Linked DNA regions of Mus musculus: regions 2, 3 and 4 are each linked to region 1. Evidence: chromatin contacts called from public ChIA-PET and Micro-C data. All regions are on one chromosome and are shown on one strand. The core of a region is the stretch at or near the end of the contact, and the rest is flanking DNA. Distances in the headings are between cores, read along the strand shown.

The links. Hi-C and Micro-C count contacts between places; a contact is called where the count stands out from the background. ChIA-PET counts read pairs in DNA pulled down with a chosen protein or histone mark.
Region 2: a contact with region 1 is called in an RNA polymerase II ChIA-PET map of memory CD8 T cells, with 18 read pairs. The contact joins two enhancer-like sites. A contact is called at or near these places in 2 of 39 promoter capture datasets (the HPC-7 cell line and frontonasal cranial neural crest), 1 of 115 datasets of contacts at active chromatin or transcription factors (memory CD8 T cells) and 1 of 9 other capture datasets (embryonic stem cells).
Region 3: a Micro-C map of embryonic stem cells shows a contact between it and region 1, with 2.4 times the contacts expected there. The contact joins two enhancer-like sites. A contact is called at or near these places in 3 of 39 promoter capture datasets (hippocampal neurons, pre-B cells and stem cell-derived epiblast-like cells), 5 of 484 Hi-C or Micro-C datasets (all in embryonic stem cells) and 10 of 115 datasets of contacts at active chromatin or transcription factors (astrocytes, embryonic forebrain, embryonic stem cells and 3 more).
Region 4: an RNA polymerase II ChIA-PET map of memory CD8 T cells shows a contact between it and region 1, with 12 read pairs. The contact joins two enhancer-like sites. A contact is called at or near these places in 2 of 39 promoter capture datasets (hippocampal neurons and pre-B cells), 2 of 484 Hi-C or Micro-C datasets (the G1E-ER4 cell line and embryonic stem cells) and 5 of 115 datasets of contacts at active chromatin or transcription factors (the SCID.adh cell line, embryonic forebrain, embryonic midbrain and 2 more).

What each region holds. Positions count from the first base shown.
Region 1 is chr13:48,544,387-48,547,718 of GRCm38.p6, forward strand. No RefSeq gene overlaps it. Among named protein-coding and RNA genes, the nearest start is that of Mirlet7a-1, 7.8 kb to the left of the region's middle. Within about 2 kb of position 1,530, at least 414 of the 459 cell types and tissues checked have an H3K27ac peak or open chromatin away from gene starts, as enhancers often do. A contact at or near this core is called in the HPC-7 cell line, embryonic stem cells, hippocampal neurons and 2 more, where this site is marked.
Region 2 is chr13:48,927,669-48,931,108 of GRCm38.p6, forward strand. The region is part of intron 5 of Fam120a (family with sequence similarity 120, member A); the gene reads right to left. Among named protein-coding and RNA genes, the nearest start is that of Fam120a, 39 kb to the right of the region's middle. Within about 2 kb of position 1,428, at least 36 of the 459 cell types and tissues checked have an H3K27ac peak or open chromatin away from gene starts, as enhancers often do. A contact at or near this core is called in the HPC-7 cell line and memory CD8 T cells, where this site is marked.
Region 3 is chr13:49,013,941-49,017,490 of GRCm38.p6, forward strand. No RefSeq gene overlaps it. Among named protein-coding and RNA genes, the nearest start is that of Fam120aos, 48 kb to the left of the region's middle. Within about 2 kb of position 1,636, at least 145 of the 459 cell types and tissues checked have an H3K27ac peak or open chromatin away from gene starts, as enhancers often do. A contact at or near this core is called in embryonic stem cells, hippocampal neurons and stem cell-derived epiblast-like cells, where this site is marked.
Region 4 is chr13:48,993,410-48,996,648 of GRCm38.p6, forward strand. No RefSeq gene overlaps it. Among named protein-coding and RNA genes, the nearest start is that of Fam120aos, 27 kb to the left of the region's middle. Within about 2 kb of position 1,687, at least 54 of the 459 cell types and tissues checked have an H3K27ac peak or open chromatin away from gene starts, as enhancers often do. A contact at or near this core is called in memory CD8 T cells, where this site is marked.

The DNA.
Region 1 (3,332 bases), core at 280-2,779:
AATTCAGGCATGTCTGACAAGCTTTCTATCACTGAGCAACAACTCCAGCAGGACCATTTGTTTTAATACTTCACTCTGTGAACTGAAGTACTTTTTTTTGTTGTTTGTTTGTTTTTGAAACAGGTTTTATCTGTGCAGTCCTGGCTGTCCTGGAACTTGCTCTGTAGATCAGGCTGCCCTCAAAACTCTTGAGATCCACCTGCCTCTGCCTCCTGAGTGCTGGGATTAAACTTGTGTGCCAACACCTTCTTTATAGCCACATGTTTTGCATTCCTCTACCTTTCCAGCTTGAAAAATTACTAAGTCTCAAATCAGCACAACTTCAATTTATAGTGGGGGAGGGCACAGCTTGCTTCAAGTCTACAAAACTATCAATTTCTACAATAAAATTACCCATAGGGTAAAATGCACGCCCCATCTACACAATTTTGATAACACTTTTTAGACCCGACTTAATTTGGAAGATTTCTATTCTCTAATTAAAGTTCTTACATTTCCAACTAGTATTTTTGTTACACTAACAATTTCAAATTTCCCAAATATTACTGCTTCAACTGACAGAACCTAATGAAAGGCCAGAATGCTGAAAAATCTGTATTAAACTAACTTTTCTTTTTTTGGCTTTTTTCGAGACAGGGTTTCTCTGTGTAGCCCTGGCTGTCCTGATACTCACTTTGTAGACCAGGCTAGCCTAGAACTCAGATATCCGCCTGCCTCTGCCTCCCAAGTGCTGGGATTAAAGGCGTGCCCGGCTAAACTAACTTTTCTTATAAAAAGATTGTTTACTTGTTCAATTTTCTTCACAAGATTATCAGGCAATCAAAAACAAGAACACTAATGTTTTAAACTTCAAAAACAGGTTGCCAATATTTTTCAACAGTTAAAAAAGCAATCTGTCATCGTCTTCCATTTTAACTAAGTTTCTAAAGTTTTTCTCCGCCCCCCCTTGTCCTTTCATAATTATCCTTTTAACACAAAAAGTTGAAAACTACAACACAGACGATCACTTCTGACACAGACCCTGCACTAACAAGCGGGATCACCGAAGGGCAGTCCTGGCCAAGGGCATAAAGGTTACCACCCTGCCTCCGCTAAAGAGCGCGCCGAGAGATAAGTTTTCTTAGCCGGCCTCCGAGAGGCCACCCGCTTCCAAGAGTTTGCAGCCTCCCCAGTCAAAAGGCCAGTCTCGTTTCCGGTGCCACCGAGCTGCAAATCTCCTACCCCATCCCCTGGGATACAGTTTCCTCCCGCTCTCGCGCTCCCCTCCCCCTGGCCAAGGACGGGCAGCCGCAGCGATCCTCCAGCCCCAGCAGCTGCTCCAGGCCCTCAGGCCGCAGTTGGCCGAGCGGAGCAGGGGCAAGCAGCCAGCGTTGGCTCTCCGTTCCCTCCCTGCCAGCGCCTTCCCGCCCCGCCCCGTCCCTCCCCGCCCCCCGCACTTCCTACCTTCCTCCATCCCACCCCCCCCAACCAAAGCCAAGGTCTCCCCGGCCCACAAACCTGACGGCGGAAGTGACGTCATAGAGGCCCGGCTACGTCCGCAGCCAGTCACGCCACAGCGGGGAGGTAGCCCCGACCAACCGGCGCGAGCCAGAGGGCGGGACTTCCGTCCGCCGCAAGTTTGATTGAAGCGGCGGGGGAGGGGCGAGGTGAGGAATGTGAAGAATGACCCCCCTCCCCCGCCCGGTCGCCGAGGAGCTGGGCGGGAAGCGGAGGGGGCTGGGGCAGGCCAGCGGCCACGCGGCACCCCTCCCCCGCCCGAGCCCCAAGGCCCACGGCATCCGTGGGCCACCGGCCCCGGGGCCACCCGCCTGCCCGAGGCGCCCAGGCCATCCCACGGGTCCCAGGGTGCGGCGCGGCAGCCCCCAAGTCTTCCCTCCTGGTCGCCCGCTGCCGCCGCCGCTGAGTCTGGAGGAGGGAAAAATGGCGACGTCCCCGCGCTCGCCTTCACGCCCGCAGTACCCACCTCAAGCTCGCGGATAAAGGCGTCCCGCTGCCGCCACGGGAAATGGTCTGGCTTTCCCCCCACCGTGGCCCTCCACCGCCGCGCCCGGGAGAGAGCAGCGCGCGAGAACCCGGATGGAAGCGCGGGCGGGCGGGCGCCGCCTCGGCGGCCTGAGGGAAGGCTACGCGCGCGCCGGGAATCCGAGGCGGGGGCGGGAGCTGCGGGCAGCGCGCATTCCTATTGGCGGACGCTGTTGACGGACGTGTGCCTCGCCCTCTCGCCTTAGCCGGTCGGGGCTCACCCGGACCCCCACTGGAGGGTGACGGCTGAGCCCGCCCCCGCCGCGGAGAAGGCGGGTCTGGCCCGCCCACCGTGACAGGCTCCTCTTTCCCTACTGGAGGACCGGGAGAATAGCGAGGACCGTCCTCTGAGTCCCGCCCTCCGCGGTGATGGACAAGTCGTGTCACGTGGCCTCCGTCCGCTCTGCCGGCTGCGAGGCGGGAGGTGCTAGAGTTTTCGGGGCGGTTTTCACGTGTACCCAAGATGTTGGATTCACTCAGTCTTCCCTCTCGGGGGCTCCGGGGCTCGACGCCAAGGCCACTCCATACCTCACTTCACCCATCTGTCACATAAGGAGTTAGGTCTCCTATGGTGTATCTTTTATCTCTTTTATTTTTTTTTTCTTTCCCATGTATTGAAATTTTTGTGCTAAAACTTTTTCAAAGCAATCTTTACGAATTCTTTTTTTTTAAATCAATGCAAAAGCATTTCTTCATTCTTACTGGAACTTTCCATGCACTAGGAGACCTCTCTGCTCTTTGGTGGGTGGGTTGGGGTACTATTTAATGATAGTAGGTTTGCACGGTTTAAAAAAGAGAGTCAAGAGAGTCAAGCATCAACAAAACCCTATGAACATTCATCTGCAATCCATCCAGGGGAAAAAGGCACTGTACACGTCAGCAAAGTGCTTATATTATAAACTCCAACTATAAGCCATCCTAACATTCTCTGTCCAAAGCAAATGACAAGAGAGTTTAGAAGATGGGAGAGTTTGGGACTAAAGTGAACAAGTGAACAAAAAGAAGAGGAGGGTGGTGAACCTTGTGGGATAGGTAGGATATGGGGAGGAAGAGCTTCAACCTTCAGGATATACTGTGAGAAAGAGGATTATAAACCACACGATGTCATCAACTCTTCATACAAAGCTGGACTCCTCACAGTAGGTTTTCCTTCGTAGGCATAGCGGTGTGGATTTTGCTGTTTCGTTTTCTTCCTTTTTTTCTTTCTACTTTTTTTTTTTTTTCAGTAAACAGAAACCTAATTTGAAGGTGACTTACAGAATCAAAATGCCTCAATATAGCCACCTGACTGGCGACGGATGGCTGAAGCT
Region 2 (3,440 bases), core at 178-2,677, 380 kb after region 1:
ATTCATTAATTTTGTGTGGGTGCACTGTGTGCACACCAGACGTACACATGACACAACATGTCTTTGGAGGTCAGAGGACAATATGTATAAGTTATCTTTCCCTTACTCCAGTGTCAGGAGTGGCAGCAAGTGCCTTTGCCTGCTGAGTCATCTCAAGAGTAGCTTTGACAATTTTAACCCTCTGACCAAGAGTGTATAGTTCATTTACTTAAATGTGGTGTTTGAATGAGAATCATAGCCCCTCTCCCTCCCCCTCCCCTCACCCCATCCCCAGGCTCAAACATGTGAATACTTAATCCCCAGTTGGTGGAAGGATTAGGTATGGCCTTACTGGAGAAGGTGTGTTATTGAAGCAAGCTTCTCAAGTCAATGCCATTCCATAGTAGCACTCTGCCTCCCACTTCTGGATCAGATGTGTACAATTGCTTCAGTGCCCAGCCTGCCTGCTGCCTTACTCCCTGCCACAATGGTCATGGTCTCATCCTCTGGAACTTAAAAGACACTTAGCCATGGTGTCTCTCCACAGTAGCAGAAAGGTAGCTGAGATAATAAGGACCCTAGCTTCACTCATGCAGCTTTGGAATGTCCCTGAGCACTCGCCAATGTTCATATAACTAGTAGGGCATTAGGGCTTGCATTACCACTTTAAGCCACAAATTGTGAGAACTCAAGTCTTTCTCATACTTGTGTTCAGAGTGGTAACTCACAACAAGCTATAACTGGCAGTGTGCAGGGACACAAACCACTGTATGCCAACACACAGCACTGCGAATGTGTGGAAGCTGACAGATAACTTCCTACAGTCAGTCAGTTCTCCTCTCCCATTATACAAGTTCTGGGGAATCCAACTCGGGAAGGCAGCTGCATCAGCAGGGCCTTTACCTTTATCAGCCAAGCCTTCTCAATAACCTATATGCTTACTTTAAAAATCTCTAGGCCGGACAAAGACATTACCTGAACACATTCTTTTCTCATTCTCCAACAATACCCAAACCACTAGAGTTCACTGCTGAATGCTTGCCTAGAATACTTGGGCTCTGGGACTGATTCTCTAGCACCTCAAAGCAGAAGAAAAACAAGAATGAGAGCCAGGCGTGGTGGCACACGCCTTTAATCCCAGCACTCGGGAGGCAGAGGCAGGCGGATCTCTGAGTTCGAGGCCAGACTGGTCTACAGAGTGAGTTCCAGGACAGCCAGGCCTGCACAGAGAAGGCCTGTCTCGAAAAACAAAAAAACAAAAAACAAAAATCAAAACAAAACAAACAAACAAACCAACCAAGAATGAGGTGAGGAATGGTTGTCAAAGGGAAGTTTTTTGTTTCGTTAGTTTTCTGGTTCAGCTTCTGACATCTCTGCAAAGTCTGACATTGGAAGCTTGGCCCCAGGATATTAGTCCTGAAAGGGTAAGGGTTTTTGTGTTTGTTTTGTTTGTTTTTAATCAGATCAGGCCCAGAGAGAGAGCCCTCATAAGTTCAAGGTGCTGCCCTTTGAAAAGATTATTACACAAAATGGAACTGAAATCTCAGCCAAGTCTATCCGTCTATCCACAAACACTTAAATATCATTTAATGACTGAAAACATGAATGTACTTCACAGACATTCTAACTTAATTTAGAATTCACCTTGTTTACATAAGATGCCAAGACATGCCACTAGCCTTGATCAATGTACAATGTCATGTGTACAGTCAGTATTCCCAAAGTATTGTAAGGATATCCTGGTAACTGTTATCCCAGAAATCCCAGGGGATACCACTGTCCAAGTCCTTTCTGTATAATGTATAGAACCTACACACAGAGAATCTGTGCATAGAATCTATCCACAGAGCCTGTATGCCCCCTCCTGTACACCTACAGAGAAAGACTAAGAACAGCAAAGACTAAATAACTGCAAGGCAAATGCTATGCAAAGAGTTGCTATACTGCATTATTTGGGGGAATGATAGAGGAAAAAAGAAAAATCAGTACATTTTCCACACAATTTCCTTTTCAAACTCTTTAGAAACTCAGATATAAAAAGCAGATACTGCTTTTCACCTCACTTCCTGTTCCTGGATGCCCTGTGAGTGCTGTGTTGTTCACACAATCTCCGGTAACTACTCAGACTGCAGCTGCTGCTTCCTGACCCAGGTACTGTGGTTTCATGTGGTGGACACTTGGTCCTCAGTTTGGTGCTACTGAAGGTGATGGATGGGTGAAATCTTCAAGCCCTGGAGCACAGTGGGAGCCACTAAAGGCCCATCGATGGGCTTGTGGACCCATCTGTCTCTCACTTCCAGTCTCAGAGTATGCTCTCTGTCACAGCACAGAACTGCCACTGTGGTCCCATGTGCTATGACGTCCTCACTAGAGCTGAGCTGAGCCCAGTGCCACAGCCTTGAGTTTCCAGAAGTGTCAGCTAAATAAGCATTTTTATTTAGCTGGTTGGTGGTGGTGCATGCTTTTAATCTCAACACCCAGGAGGCAGGGGCAAGTGGATATCTGGATTCAATGCCAGCCTGGTCTATTGATCAAATTCCAGGACAGTCAGAACTACACAAAAAAACCTTGTCTTGAAAAATAAAAACAAACAAAAAGAAACAAAACAATTTTTGGCTTATTTTGTTACATGTGTGCCATGGTGTGAAGTTTGAGGGAAAGTTGGGGGAGGTGGTTCTTTGCTTCCACTGTGTTGAGATCTGGGGATGGCACTCAGGTCTTCAGGACTGGAAACAGATCACACCTTTTCCCTGTGATCCACCTCGACAGCCCAGTCTTTGTCTTTAGAAATGTTATTCAGCTTGAGATATTCTGTTACTGTAGTGAAAACCAAACATCTTCCTGCTTCCTCCAACTGTCAGCACTCTAACCCCGAGTCAGTCTTTGGCGTCCTTTAGGCCATTCTGCCTGTGATAGAGTATCTGCCACTAACAAATACTTCACATAAACCTCTCTTTAATATTCACGTGGTGACGCCATCACAAGAGAGCAGGACGCCCGAGGCCCTGCAGCAAGTGTTTGTATTAGATGGGCCGACGCAGGGTCTAGTGCTCATTTCATGCTAGCACACAAACACGCAATTCTGAAACACTTCTGTGTGCAAAGCATAAGCAGACACAGCTTAGCTGGTAAAACAATGTATACCTACCCGTCCTATGCTACAGAATGTGCTCTTTCCCCAAGAATAATACCAAAGCACAGCACATGACTTTACTCCTCCAATCAGACTCATGGGTTGAATTCATTCAGTCAAGTCGTTACCCACTGAGGATGCGGAAGGCCTTTGCTCCCCTGACCCTACTTTCTGCAGGTGAAAGGGGGTGTAAAGACGGGGCCACCAAGTACAGCAGAGTGTGAGAGGACTAACAACTGACAGAAAACACTCAGCGTCCTCAGAGACGCTCAAGTGCAGGTCTCATTCACTAGCTGACCCAAATTCAAGGCAGTCGGGGAAAGGAACA
Region 3 (3,550 bases), core at 386-2,885, 470 kb after region 1:
GTGTAACCCTTCGCTGCTTGAGCTGCTGTCCCTTCCCTGCTTGCTTACATTTTGTCTTTGGAAAGTCTGTGGTTGTGAATGCTCCTGCGGGCTTGAACTCTCATGGGGGGGGTGGGGGGGGATGTTTCACATCTTCTCTTTGTATTTTGAGAAACCTGATTATGTTGTGCATTAAGTTTTCAGTCTCTTTTCTTGTATTTAGGGGTGTGCCAGGCTTTTAAAAATTATGGGTTTACAAATTTTATCAAAAAATTTAAAATGAAGTAAGTAAAAGTATTTCTTATGTTCACCTAACTCTTTGGGAATAGCGTGTTAACTTCCTGTTGCTGTGACAAAAAAATGCATGGGTTAAAGAACTTAAAAAAGATAATTTGGGCCTGTGGTTTTAGGGATTCAGTTCATAGTCGATTGGCTTTGCTGGTTTTGGACATGTGTGAAGGCTGAAGACCCTGGAGTTAGGCAGATTCCCTGACAGACAGACAGACAGGAAAAGAGGCCATGACTAGTTAATAAAAACAGTGGGCTTCCAATATGGCAGGCTCCTTCTTCAACTTCCTGACCTATGGCAAGAGCCTGGCAGATTCAAACAAAGGCCTGGAGAGCTTTTCCCTGCTAGTAGGGCCCCCTGCCCATCCACCATGTGGACTGGTCTGACAAGTCCAAGGCTAGACCAGGATGTGTTTACCCTAAACTGGTGGGCCTATCAGCCTCCCTGTCTTTGTCCAACCCCAAATTGGGAGGGAAGACCCTGAAAAGCACAGCCCTCACCGGGACACTGGACTTCTGCTTCCCAAGCTAGCCCCCACCCCCACCCCCCACCCCCGCTTTGCAGAGCCTCTTCTTTCTGCTGTGCCCGAGGTTTCCCCCATTGCTACCTGCTGCACTTGAGGTCTTTCTATTGTGTTTATAAAAAGATAAAGAGAGAAGGAATATGTTTTGGAGAGGTGTAGTCAGGTGTGGGGGAAGGGGGTGCCTCTGCAGACCCATGCTGAGGCATCCCTTCCCCCTGAGGGACCAGCCACACCAAGGTATAGTATAGAGTTTATTCAGGGCATGGGGAGGGGAGTTGAGAGGGTAGTAGAGACAGAGAAAGACAGACAGACGGAGAGAGACAGGGAGGGGAAGGGGAGGGAGGGAGAGAGGGAGGGGGAGAGAGAGAGAGAGAGAGAGAGAGAGAAGAGAAAAGAGGAGAGGGGAGGAGAGGAGAAGGAAGGAAGGAAGGAAGGAGAAGGGAGGGGAGGAGAGGAGAAGAGGCGGGCCATGAGCACGTGGAGAGAAAGGGTAGGTAAGAGAATGGAGAGAGGGGAAAGGGGAAAGGACAGAGTGGGAGCAAGAAGACATGAGCAAGAAAGAGAGGAGAGGGCAAGCAGCCCCTTTTATAGTGAGTCAGGCACACCTGGCTGTTGCCAGATAACTGTGGGGCGGAGCTTAGACAAAACGCTAACACTTTTCCTTCCGGCTAGTTTTTTAACTGGTATAGAAAATGAACCTGATCGAGACCTCTAGCCGGTAACACAGAGGAGGCCTGTTCACCTTCTGGCAGCTGAGGAGAGAGTGGGGGAGGTGCAGGAGTGTCTCAACATCCCCTTCAAAGGCCCGCCCCTCAACGACCTAACTTTCTCCCTCTAAACTCCACCACCAGGAGGTTCCACTGCCTGGGATGGACCGGGCTTCCCGCAGACCGTACTGCACGTAGCAGCTGTGAGCTACATGCAAATTATTCTGCTTGAAATCTTCTCACTGTTCATCCACATGTTGTTGGTCATTTTAATAATTCTTTTGTTTGTGTACGTACGTGTTCCTCTGTGTCTGGGCTCCGTGCGTGCTTGTGTTCATTGGCTGTGTGTTACAGATGTGGATGCCAGGGACCCAAACCCAGAACTACAAGAACAGCAAAGCATCCTAACTGGTGAACTGTATCTCCAGCCCAGACAGTTGCTTTTTTTTTTTTTTTTTTTTTTTTGCAGCTGAGGCCCGTAGGGTTCGAGTTGTTCGAGTCCTTAACTGGAAACGCTCAAGGAGGTGGTATTTGTGCTGCAGGCCTTGGAGCCTTCTGTGTGAAACACACGGTGCCTGTGTGGCTCACTGGTGGTAGAATCATTCCTTTTTCCAGAGCTCAGAGTGCTTTTGGGGGGGAGGGAGGGATTTCGTTGTATTAAAAGCGCGGCTTTTGCTGGCACAGCACACTGTAGAAATGGATCTCCGCTTTGAAGAGGAAGGACGCAAAGCACTCTACCTTCATACGCGAAGGGGAAATGTGTCTCTCTGTCAAGTGCACGTTCTTAAAGCATCGCCTCCAGGGGCTCTCCTGGCTGTCCAGATACAGGAGGCGAGGGAATTTGGAAGAAAATTAAACACGAAGACATGGCAGTCTGCGTGCTGTGAGACATGAATTCTCTCTTGGCACGTGTGACGGGGCAGCTACAAGAAAATGAATACGGTGTTCCTAGTGCCAGGCTGTCTTGTGAATAAAGAGCCTTTAGTCCGGGAGAGGCGCGGTGTGACGCGCGCTTTCCATCTGGTGGGCCAGTTTCCAGGCCAGCTTAGTCTTGGTGCCTGCCCTGCCCCCGCTTCTGGGGATACGCCAGCCGCTGCATTAGTGATGCCCGCAGCCTCAACCCATGAGTCCCCTCCCTGCCCACCACCCTTGAGGGCCTCTCAGTCAGCAAGCTCAGAGCCTGAGGCAGCCCTGGTTCTCTTGTGTCTGGGATATACATGGTTTACAGCTTGAAGCTGTCATGCCTGGATCGCTCAGCAGGCTTGGCTTATTTTTCCAAGTGCCACCAACTGTGAAGTCACGTGTCAGCTACACAGCTTGCATTTGGGGCAACAAATAAGAAAGGGAGCAGAGGCTAACTCATGAATGAGTCTTCTTGTATACATTAAAATGAATAATCATTTAGTTCAACTCTAAAAACCTATCTTTTAAATTAACCTATCTTTAATATTATCCTTTCTTCTTTTCCTTTTTTTTTTTTTTTTTTTTTTTTGAGACAGTCTCACTATGTAGCCCTGAACTCACAGAAATCTGGCTACCTGTGCCTCCTGAGAGCTGGGATTAAAAGCATGAACATGCTTAGCTAATTTCTCAGCTAATTTTTATACTTTTTAAATAAATGATTTATTTATTATTATATGTAAGTACACTGTAGCTGTCTTCAGACACACCAGAAGAGGGCATCAGATTTCATTACGGGTGGTTGTGAGCCACCATGTGGTTCCTGGGATTTGAACTCAGGACCTCTGGAAGAGCAGTCAGTGCTCTTAACCGCAGAGCCATCTCTCCAGCCCCTAATTTATATACTTTAAGCATAGAATTATTTTTTTTCTCCCACCAGAAAAAAAAAAAGTTTGAGGATCTATAATTGGCCTGAAAACATAATGTCTATAAATAAGATTTCTTTTTACTATACCGTCTTAGTTAGGGTTTTACAGCTATGAACAGACACCATGACCAATGCAACTCTTGTAAGCATAACATTTAATTGGGGCTGGCTTATAGGTTTAGAGGCTTAGTCCCTTATCTTCAAGGTGGGAGCATGGCAGCATC
Region 4 (3,239 bases), core at 437-2,936, 450 kb after region 1:
GGCTGAGCCACACCACAACTAGAAACAGGTTTTTCCAGTAAACAACACAACCTTAGGGTTCATACTATGATCAAATATCCGGCAGCATTGGATACCTTCTTTTAAATTTTATTTGCTCACCATGGGTGCTGGGAACCAAATTCAGGTCTTCTGCAAGAGTAGTATATGCTCTTAACCACTGAGTTGTATCTCCAGCCCTGAATTATTCAGCTTCTTTTTCGGGTTATGAAAATTAGGGAACTATATATTGGTGGCAACTGTGAAACATTGTAAATAAAAGCCATTAATTGTACACCATAAGATGGTTAAATGGGAAAGTTTACGTTATGTGTATTTTACCACAGTTTTAAAAAAACTGATCCTGGGGACTGGAGAGCTGGCTCAATGGTTAAGAGCACTGACCACTCTTCCAGAGGTCCTGAGTTCAATTCCTAGCAATTACATGGTAACTCACAACCATCTGTAATGTGGTCTGATGCACTCTTCTGATGTGTGTCTGAAGACAGCTACAGTGTACTCATATAAATAAAATAAATAAGTCTTTTTTAAAAACCTGATCCTGTTGGGGCTGGTGAGATGGTTCATAAAGTATGGCTGCTTGCAGCTCAGCCAAGCAACTGAGTTGGATCTGTGGGACCACACTGGAAAGGAGAGAATCGGCTCCGGAAAATTGTTCTCTGGAATCCACACAAGCAGACAAGCAGTGCGGAGTGAACAGAAGCCCATTCTCATACACACACACACACACACACACACTCACACACATACACACACACACACTCACACACATACACACACACACAGTCACACACACACATACACACTCTTACACACACACACACACATCATGTACACACAGTAATGACAAATATATAGCTTAAAAAAAACAATATTGTAGCACATAAACGGCACACATAGTTGGGTGAGCAGTATGTAAATTATCTCAGTATTTTATACATATGGGTGTGTTACTACAGGTATGTCTGTGTGCCATGTATGTGCCTGGTGCCTTCAGAGGCTAGAGTGGCACTGCTAATTGGACTCAGTGGGTTACAAAAAAAAAAAAAAAAAAAAATAACAAAGACGAGACCATGAAAGTGAGAGAATAATGATAGGGGAGACTAGGGACAGAGATGCTCAAGGTACATTATATGAAGCTGTCAACAAATAACAGATATTCCTTTAGAAAACAATGTCAGAGGGGCTGCGAAGATAGCTCGTTAGTCACCTCTGAGTTCTGTTCACACTTCCCTCCCTAGGTGCCCCCATAACTTAGCTCCAGGGAGTCTGACACCTTGTTCTGGCCTCCAAGGGTACCTGCAAGGAACATGTATAAGTACACACACACACACACACACACACACATACATACACACACATACACCAGGAACATGTAGATATATGCATACACATACATATAATAAATTTAGAAAAACTTAAAATCAAGTCAAATAACAATTAATACATGTCTGACTTAAAAGAATGCATCTTCACTCATTCTGCTGTAGCTAAATACAGACAAAGATCTCCTGCTCATCTGTAACCCTGCACACGAGACTATCTGTACATTTGTTGGATAAATGAGTGCTGTGGAGGTTGTGCTCAGCTCTTTTGTCATGGGCCACAGAGAGGAAGAACTTGTTAACCTGTTGCTAAGCAACAGTACTTCCTGGACCAGGACTTCTGCACAGTAAAGGGAGGGTGCCTTGCAGATCTACAAAGGAAAGAGCGGGCACAGTGCATGCATGAATAGAGAGACAGGAAGCCACCTCTGGAAACCAAGCAGAGGATTCAAGTGAGCATCTGAGAAGGCAGCCCCAGTCCCCATTCTCAAGTTCTGCCAGCTCCTAATCCCCACTGAAGACCGGAAGACTGACCCTGCCACCACTTCATGAAATCAAAGTGAAAACCAGCCTAGTGCATTTTATCGACATTTTATTTATAAAACTTTGCTAAGATCCTCAAGTGCTCAGAGGATTACAAACAGTGCTTGCCACCAAGCCTGAGGACCTGAGTTTGATGTCTAGGACCCACTCCCACAAGTTGTCCTCTGACCTCCACATGAGCACTGGGGTATATGAATCACACATATACAGAGACTGGCATTATCTCTCCCTCTCCCTCTCTCTACACACACACACACACACTCACTCTCACACACAAATGCACTCATGCACACACTCACACATAGGTGTACACATACACACACTAAATAAATATCATTTAACAAAACCTACCATCTTCACAGTGATAAGAGAAAAAGCACTAAGATTTTACTCAGAGTTCACGGAGTTCTGAACCTGAACTTTCTGAACCATCTCACCAGCCCCAACAGAACAATTTTTAAAAGATTTATTTATTTTATTTATAGGAGTACACTGTAGCTGTCTTCAGACTCACCAGAAGAGGGTATCAGATCCCATTACAGATGGTTGTGAGTCACCATGTGGTTGCTGGGAATTGAACTCAGGACCTTTGGAATAGCAGTCATTGCTCTTAACCACTGAGCCGTCTCTCCAGGATCAGTTTTTTTAAAACTGTGGTAAAATACACAAAGCTAACTTAAGTGGAAAGGTTAGCTTCATTAAGATTAGAGACTTAGATTTTCCCTTTTTAAATTTAAAACGTTAATTCTATAGTGCAAGTATTTACAGAATAACTTAATACTTTTTTTTTTTTTTTTTTTTTTTAAAGACAGGCTCTCATTGAAACTAGAGCTTGCTATGGGGGCTAGGCTAGCTGGCCAGGAAGCTCCAGGGACCTGTCTAGTTTTGTAACCCTCCGCCCAGAGCTGGGGTAACAGATGTACTGCCTGGCTTGTGTGTGTGTGCGTGTGTGTGTGTGTGTGTGTGTGTGTGTGTGTGTGTGTGCGTGTATGCTTAGGGTACAAACTCAGCTCCTCTTGCTTGCTCGGTAAGCACTTAACTCTCTGAGTCATGTCCGAGGTCCCAGGCTTCGTCTCTTAATGACCCTGCTCTGCCTTACACATCGTCAGCTGACGACTAAACTCCTAAACCATGAACTAATAGAGAACACACACATTCCTACCCAGACTATAGCACAGTTATGACCTCTTTGGTGTTGCTGATTACAAAATGAAGCAGGACATGCCTTAGTTTCATCTCCCACTGCTATGATCAAATACTCTGACAACTGCAGCTTAGAGGAGAAAGGGTTTACTGAGCTCCCACTTCTGGGTTATAGGTCCATTGCTGTGGGGGTAGTCAAGCCTGCAGGAA